Linked DNA regions of Mus musculus: region 2 is linked to region 1. A link is a contact called in public promoter capture Hi-C data. All regions are on one chromosome and are shown on one strand. The core of a region is the stretch at or near the end of the contact, and the rest is flanking DNA. Distances in the headings are between cores, read along the strand shown.

Region 1 (4,388 bases), core at 1,569-4,068:
TAAAGATATGCTGAGTGTCACTGAGGTCAGAAATGCCCCACAGTGCTATTAACATTTTAATCAATCAATTAACTAAAACGGAATCATGAAGTTCAGCCTCCAACTCATTATGTGGCCAAGAATGGCCTTGAGCTTCTGATGCTTCGTCCTCTCTCGACCTGAAGTGATACAGGACGCTGCCACATCCAGTTCTTCAGTGCTAAAGACCGAGCCCAGGGCTTTTGGAATGTGAGGCCAGCACTCTACCAAGTGAATGAGCCCCACCTCTCATGCAATATTTTAAATGAAGTGATAACTAAACGTCTAACAACCACATTTAAAAAAAAAAAAAAACAGAACAAAACAAAAACACTAGCGTGGCCTGGTATTCCAGGCCTATTATCCTTACTATTCTAGAAGTTCAGGGCAGCCTGGGCAAAAAGTAAAGTTTCAAAAGGTAAAAAGAATGAGAAACCTCCTTAAAACAGGATGTCAACCTTGTAGACTTTCTATAAAAAGAAACAGATAAAGATCCAGGCAAAATAATTACTCAAATAAAAGAAACCCATCTCTAGCAGCTATGGAATGACAGCCACCCTCATCCTTTCAAACACGCAGGACATGGGCATCAGTTACCAGAAAGACATCACGTGCCAAAAATTTTAACTGTTAGTAAAAGAGATATAACACCTTTCACTACTTGACATATAGCTGGGAATCTAGAATAGTATCTACATGAAAAATGGATGAGAAGAGCTATTTAATTTCACATAATGCCCAGAGAAGAAAATAAAAATTTCATTAGTTTTGCAACAGTAAAATCTTAACTCTAAGTTTTTTTTTTTTTTAAAGCTGAAACAACTGCATATTCAACTTTATTTAGGATACATTTAGTATAGACATAAAAATGCTGGGAAAGCAGTCATGTTCAAACACTGTATGTCTAATTAGAAAGCTTCCAAAGCAGGGTGTGCTGATGCATGCCTTTACTCCCAACACCTAGGAAACACACTGAGCGCCAAACCAGCCTTGGCTACACAGTGAGACCCTGCCTCAAAACAAAGCAACAAACGTCCACAAATGAGTAAAGTCTAACAGAATATTTCAAAGATTCTCATTTTCATTCCTACACTGTACTTTTAAGTTAATCCCAGTGCTAATATTCATTTATCTAAAAGTTCATGTATTTCATAGACTATTAGGAAAGGAGGTAAGTGAAAATTTTAAAAACACTACCAGCTAAAATTACAAACATTCAAAAGAAATATCTGACAATTTAAAAACTACTTGTAATGGAAACAAAAGCAAAACAAGAGTTTAGTATCTGTTTACAACTACCTTGTGATTGAATAAATAACAAAATTCTGTATTGAAATCACCAAGCATCTACTATGACTCTCCAGTCACAGCACTTCCTTCTGCAAAATATGTCTTTCTGTAAAATGAAAACCTTTTTTAAAAATTGCAAATGATTTACAGATTCATCTATACAAAGATGTTACACCATTACCTCAAAATAAAAATATTAATGCTTTGAGAATGTGACACTTAAAAGAAAAGAGGGCCTGGAGAGATGGCTCAGAGGTTGAGAGCACTGACTGCTCTTCCAGAGGTCCTGAGTTCAATTCCCAGCAACCACATGTGGCTCACAATCATCTGTAATGGGATCTGGTGCCCTCTTCTGGTGTGCCTGAAGACAGTGTACTCATATACATAAAATAAATAAACCTCAAAATTAAAAAAAGAAAAGAAAAGAAAAGAAAAAAGACGACCCAGACTTCTCCAAGCATGTACACCACAGCTTGCACTATCATCGGATTTTTCTAAAAACCGAACAATTGCTTCCCAATTAAGAAACAAAACTGACACTAATTTTGGGATCAAGATAATTTTCTTAGTTCTTACACAGGCATGCGTTTTGGACTATCAACATAAATCATGGGGTACAGTTTAAAACCTGTAAATCCATTCACAATTAAACCTTAAATGGAAAAGAAATCACCAATCAAACTAGGCAAGTTTGTTTACTTTTATGCCATTGATGATTCAAACACGGATGCTGGGAAATTTCTTAAATCAAGGAAAAAGATCATTGGTTCCAATTCCCTTAACCCCTACCTTTCCCCAGTCCAACCAAACAAAAAGCAAATCTTTCTTCGGAGCTTGTCATGTTTTAGAGGACGGGACGAGTCGTTTAACTACTCCTCCTACTCTTGCTCTGAGCCTTAACCTGGGACCCAAACTGACCCTGGGCGAGACTCTTAGGCTGTTTTGGGGGAGACTCCCGAGTTTCGCAGTCAGGTCTGGGAGCAGGATGGACCACCCCCCTCTTCCAGTTTTCACTCTTCCAGCATCTGGCACCGGCTCAGGTCCAGAGTGGAGAAGAGATGGGCCCCCTAGGGCCCAGACCTAAGCGCCGGGCCGTGGAGGCTCGGTGGCGGGCAGAGAGGCGCCGAGAACCGGCCGCGGCCAGTCACCCGCGCTATCCCTGGGCCCAGCGTCCAGGGCGGCCCCGCCGCCTCTCTCCCTCTCTTCCCAGGCCCCACAGGCCCGCGACGCCAGGCGAGGAGGGAAACCTGTCCCTGGGCAGGGCGGAACCGGGCCGACGAGCCCCGGGAGGGAGCTGCAGCCTCTCGGCCTTGGCACCACCGCCACATCCCACTTCCAGCCCCCGCCCGCTCCCTGCGCCTCACCAGGTCGTAGTCCTCCTCATCATCGCACATGAAATCATCCTCCATGTCAGACATCTTGGCCGGAGGGGGGAGGGGGAGAGGAGAAATTAGAGACAGCCTCCTCCCACAGTGCTCCGCGGCCCAGAAGCGTCACTCCCGAGTCTCCTCGTCTTCCGGTCTCTCCAGGAGAAGATAAAGCTCATTCCGGAACTAAAGCGCTCGACCCTGAGATGATTTACTACGGCTCCCAAAGGGAGGGCACAGCCGGCTCTTCCTGAGCGACAGTTTGTGTCTTAGCAACTAAGCGTAGCAACTACGAAATCGGGCGTTGCGGGTCCTATCTGAGGGGCTTCGAAAACCTTCTAGCTGTATCCAGCGTCCTAGGTGAGGGAACTGTCTCCTTCCTTGCCTGGGACTCTGGAACCGTCTGTTTCTAATGAAACATGCCCGACCTATCTGAAAGGTAGCGTGCCTCTACCATTGTTATCTATGTGTTTTCTTTCAACACCCTGTAGTGGTGTTTTTACAGTGGTGTATTTACAGCAACACAATTGTCTAGTAAAGTTATGTTTGTAGTTAACAAAAACAGTTCTGTGGATATCCCGGTTTGGATATGCACTAATCAATTGTTCAATTATTTAATGAATCACAAACGTGCATTAACTGCTTTTAGGATGAAATGAAAGTAACAGTTGGTGACAGATTTTTTAAAAATGCATTGTCGCAGAAAACCATTAGAGTTCAGAGTGAAGAAAAATGTGGAAATAAGGCAATCCCCCTTTTTGGAGAAACCTTCCAAATTCTGTACACAAATGCTATAAAGTTATAAAGTAGATATAGGTTAGAATTTAGGCCCAATTGTTATCTATACAGATGAATTAAACATGCCCAAATTACCAAAGGTAAAAACAAAAAAACAAAACCAAATCAAACAAAATTACCTGATTTTATCTTCATCATGCACAGCTGATGTTGAGCACAGTTCAGCATTAACATTCACACCTTCGGGTTGAATCCTTACAGACCCCGCTTGGCTGTGCTCCAGTGACTTCTGAAGTTGTACCTGATGTCATTACCAGCTTTTCTCTGAATCCACTGGAGAACAGGATACTTTTGGTTTTGTTTCTAAGCCAGAAATTGCTTGGTTCTAAAAATCTTGTCAGAAGACGTTAAGGTCAACGATTGTATTATTTTTATATTGAAAACACTGTGAACACAATTTATAGCTGTACATTCAGAATGTTAAAAAATAAGTCTTCAAACGATTTTGCATTGTATATCATTAACATTGATTTTTTTTTCTTTTTTTATGTTTTGAGCTGGGGGAAGAACTTAGCCTTGTGTGTGTTAGGTAAATGTTCTATTGCTGGGCTATCCCTCTAGCCTAACACCTAATTGTTACTTAGGAAAATATTAGAAGAAGGAATTTCAGATGGCTTAAAGAAGTAACCATTCAAGGAAACATCATTTTGGTCACAGTTTTCTAGCAATAATATCACCTTTCTTATAACCACACAGTTTTACTAATAGCCTTTTCTATCAACACTTTATCACAAGAAATTTTAAACTTAAATACATAATAAAGGATAGCATCATGGACACAAGTATACCAACTCTCAGCTTTAATGTTCTGTATTCCCTGGGTCAACTTAAAGATACATATAAAGCAACATATGTGCAGCTATGTGTATTTCCTAAAATCGAAGACATTTACCTGTGCAAGCATAGCATTATCAT
Region 2 (4,328 bases), core at 1,022-3,521, 460 kb after region 1:
TATGCAATAGTGTCTGGGTTTGGTGGCTGATTATGGGATGGATCCCCGGGTGGGGCAGTCTCTGGATGGTCCATCCTTTCGTTTCAGCTCCAAATTTGCATAAGACCAAAATAAAACTAATAAAATGTTTCTCCCACAATTCTCTTGAACTATCTGTTTATAAATGACCTTTTAAAATTTGAGCTGAACTTGCCAAATTGACCATTTCTAGTATTGCACATGAATCCGTTTGGTTCATCTAATTCTTGACTCCAGTGCTACAAAGGACATATATTTTTTCCAGACATATAAAGGAGGGACGGGGGGTAAGTAGAGGAAAAGATGAGAGAGAGAGAGAGAGAGAGAGAGAGAGAGAGAGAGAGAGAGAGAGAGAGAGAGAGAGAGAACTCAATTGAGAAAGCTAGCACGACATAGCAAAAAGTTTCCCCAGTGAGCTCCCAATAAGAAAGAAAGAAAACACCAAACACCAACGATGGTAAAACATTTACTGGAAATATCCAAAGTCTTCAAAATTGTTATAAAACATAAACAAGCACACTTTAGCTGATCATTAGACATGAAAATCTTACCTTTTTTTCTAGGTAGATATGTATAGAGAAAGGAATCATGACAAGCATTTGCTATGGGTAAAGGCTCTAGGTAGTAGGCTACTGCATACCGATTATCTCACTGAGTATCATTTAGAAAACATTAGGCTTAGAAATCAAGACCCATTGGGCAGGGGACACTGACCTATTAACACCATCCCAGCCCATCATCCATCAAGACCACATAAGATTAACAAGCTCTTTGTGCAAAGTAGTTTTGGTTGATCAGCAATTGCCTGGGAACCCAGAGAAGGAAGGCTAGAGAGCTAATTGCTGATTTTTGGAAAACATGACTTTTTGTTTGTTTGTTTGGTTGGTTGGTTGGTTGGTTGGTTGGTTTTGTTTGGTTTTGTTTATTTCCTTGTAGATAAATCTATTCCCCAGTCTACAGTTTTATTTGCTTTCTATCATACTTAGCAACCTCATTTCTTTGACAGTCCCACTGGCGACTGGCATCCCAGGTCCTGAAGTCTCTCCCCTCTGCTTCTCTGATGATGAGTTAGCTAAAGCCTGATGAGTACATTCGTATGTGAGTTGTGTTTCTGATGGTTTGAGAATGTGTGCTTGATAGTCATCAACCACGGGAGGTAGGTAGTGCGTCCTGACTTTGTAGAGGAGTCTCAGGAAAGGCACCTTACCTCCCCATCACGGAGGTAAGTGGGTGTCAGCAGCAATTTGAATACAGAACCTAGTGAGTTGTCTACAGATCCCCAAATTGGGCTGCAATGTCTATTTTAAAAATCAGCTTCATCTATATATCTATACATTTAGATGTTTGAGCCATAAACAGGACAGCTAGACACTAAAAGGAACTGAGTCTCAATGGCCTAAGCCTGAGTGAATGGTAACAGTAGAGACTGCCTGTAGAGACTTTCAAGTTTCAAGTTTTTAAATGGGATCTGTCAGCAGCATTTGCCCATGGCCTGCATGGAACACTGTCAATAAAGGGCAGTGTTCTACCACGCTGATGGTTCTGTCTGCATCCATGTAACATGCAACGGATTACTACTGACATTGTCACACAAGTCCTTGACACATTAGGGACATTAGAGGAGCCACTGTATTTTGTCCCCACATGGAACAGTCTGAACACTCTCTCTATAAACCTAACCATGTTAGCAGCCCCCTCGGCAGAAACATTCAGTTGCTTTTGTCCCTGTTTGTAAACAGATAACCCCACGGACTTTTTAATGCATTCTCTGAGCATGTAAGGCTTTGTTATCCTGGCAAGGGGAGCTCAAGTCTAGAGAAAGACTCACTCTCGATCTGAGAGCACCACACCACATACTTTAAATTCTGCAATTGCATCTGGGAAAGGCACTCTTCACGTACGTGGTGTATCTGTTGACATGCGTTTTTGGTTGAAACACATCATTGGAACATACCTTTTACATACCTAAGACCCATCCAACATAGATGCTAATTTACGGCCTTTTTTTTTTTTCCATAAATAAGATTCAAAATTCGGATGGATTGGTGTTTAAGTTAATAAAATCTGTACTTGTCCCATGAGGCCTTGGTCTACAGAATCACAGATTGGACAGTGCCCATCTGGCCTGGAATCCTGCAGAAAACATCGCTATCTGACAGGCGTTGGCAGCTGGAGGCCATGGATTTAAGTTAAGCAATGTGATCTGCCCTGCTCCTGGCCCCTGAGCTGCCTAAGCTCAGCCCCAGATGAGGTGAAAAGACGGCTTTGTGGTCAAGTCTATCTTGACTCACAATTTCACTGTCTTATCATGACTAAAGCCGCTCACCGCGTCTGTGGTTTTCTTACATAAATTTTCAATCCAGCTCGTGTTATTATAAAGCTTCTTTTCCAGCCCCGATGCTGGGGCTGGACTTTTCGCTCGCATATTTTTTCCAGATGTGATGAGCTCTCCGTAGCCCTCCTGGTGAGCAAACGCGTATCCAGATCTTCTAGAGCTCGACCTGCGGGTCTGAGGCCTTCTGCTTCGCAGGGGTCTTTTCTTTCGCTGAGCTTTCTGCCACCGGCGGATCTGGAGAGAAAGAGCGCCACAGTGCAACCGTGAACCCAAGCATTAGACTCCAGACACCCAGCCACCGAGTAAAACGGAAGCCATTTTTGTTACTTAATTGAACGGCTACAACAAGAGAATCTTTGTCTTTACTCCAAAAGGAAACGTTAAGCCTAAAGCCGTAACATTCTCCACCTCAAAGAGGACACTAGACACTAATCAATTTTTTCCCGTTCTCGTGTAAACAAGAAACATTCCGATAAAATTCATTACTGACTCAATTTCATGGGCCATATGGTGAGTTGGGGGGTCAGGGGGTTGTTTTGTTTTAGTAACAGTGTTGGGAACAGAGCCCGGGATCTTGAGCATACTTTTGTATAGAATGTTATGTCTATAGTCCCAATACCCCGTCTTTCACCTCTCTTTCCCTTTTAGAGGCTCTCTAGATCTTGCAGTCACTAGTAACTGAATTAGGAGAAATTTTCAGAAATTAGACTCAGAATGTTCTCCCTCTTAAGGAAGGTCAACTTATCATGAGACTTCTGAGCTTTTCATTTATTCTGGTTTGGGGTGTGTGTGTATGTGTGTGTGTGTGCGTGTCTATGTCTGTCTGTCTGTTTTTCTGTCTGTCTGTGTCTGTGTTTATGTCTGTATGTGTATCTCTGTGTATGTCTGTGTGTCTGTGTGTGTGTGTCTGTGTATGTCTGTGTGTCTGTGTGTTTATGTCTGTATGTGTATCACTGTGTATGTCTGTGTGTCTGTGTGTTTATGTCTGTATGTGTATCACTGTGTATGTCTGTGTGTCTGTGTGTATCTGTGAGTCTGTGTGTTTATGTCTGTATGTGTATCTCTGTGTATGTCTGTCTGTCTGTGTCTGTGAGTCTGTGTGTTTATGTCTGTATGTGTATCTCTGTGTATGTCTCTGTGTGTGTGTCTGTGTGTGTGTGTGTGTTTATGTCTGTATGTGTATCTCTGCATATGTCTCTGTGTGTATGTAATTTACAAATATGAAGGTGTTGCTTTTTAAACAACATCTCCAGCACAGCCCCAAAATCAGAGGCTCAGGAAAACATTGTGGGGGGGGGGGTGCAGAAGGACCCAGAGGAACAGATTCCTGCTTCTAGGTAATGTCCCGAAACCTGACAGGGTATATGTACCCATCAACGTTCAACAACAGCTCTCAAATAAATAAATAAATAAATAAATAAATAAATAAATAAATAAGACCTAAACATCACTTGGGTAGGTCCCAATGTGCCTTCCCTCTCCCTAGGAAAGTGAGTGGAAACCAGAGGCTTTGCCTAAGTAAGTGATCCATTCTAATTTTCAGGTCTGAGGATGCTCACTAAGCAAAATATGACATTTATCCTTAGCACAAGAAAAATGGGCATCCTCAGATTGCCCATCAGTTTATGGGATGGATTCAGCTCAGAACCAACTCAAAAGGACCGACACGGGGATTCTGTGACTCACATGCCCCAGAATGTGAGAAACATGATGGTAAGAAAAGCTCAGAGCCCTGGGCCTCACTGGTCTGGCCTCCCTCACCCTACAAACAAATGTTATCATTCTTTGTGGGATGATAAAATGTGTCTCCCTCTCCTTCTCTTCTCTCTGCCATGAGTCTCAGCCTAGCCCAGCACTGCTGTGTTTGTCCTGTCTCCTAGGAGCCATTGAGATCTATTCTAATCTCTGGTCCAGGCTTCTCTATATACCCCGCTCTTTCTGTTGTTCTTCTATCTCTGCATTCCCAGTCCACTCA

Evidence for each region. Promoter capture Hi-C pulls out the DNA fragments that hold promoters and counts their contacts.
Region 2: a contact with region 1 is called in a promoter capture Hi-C map of hippocampal neurons, with 4 times the contacts expected there. The contact joins the enhancer-like site here to the promoter of Cops2 in region 1. A contact is called at or near these places in 3 of 39 promoter capture datasets (the 3T3-L1 cell line, hippocampal neurons and second pharyngeal arch cranial neural crest), 1 of 484 Hi-C or Micro-C datasets (B cells), 5 of 115 datasets of contacts at active chromatin or transcription factors (bone marrow-derived macrophages, effector CD8 T cells, embryonic fibroblasts and 1 more) and 1 of 9 other capture datasets (adipose tissue).

What each region holds. Positions count from the first base shown.
Region 1 is chr2:125,856,264-125,860,651 of GRCm38.p6, forward strand. Cops2 (COP9 signalosome subunit 2) reads right to left here and starts at 2,819. Exons shown (of 13, transcript NM_009939.3): 1 at 2,673-2,819. The coding sequence starts at 2,726. It also overlaps a transcript of Galk2 not described here.
Region 2 is chr2:126,320,505-126,324,832 of GRCm38.p6, forward strand. Atp8b4 (ATPase, class I, type 8B, member 4) reads right to left here. Exons shown (of 28, transcript NM_001080944.3): 28 at 469-2,587. The coding sequence ends at 2,306. Among named protein-coding and RNA genes, the nearest start is that of Atp8b4, 170 kb to the right of the region's middle. Within about 2 kb of position 2,272, at least 36 of the 459 cell types and tissues checked have an H3K27ac peak or open chromatin away from gene starts, as enhancers often do.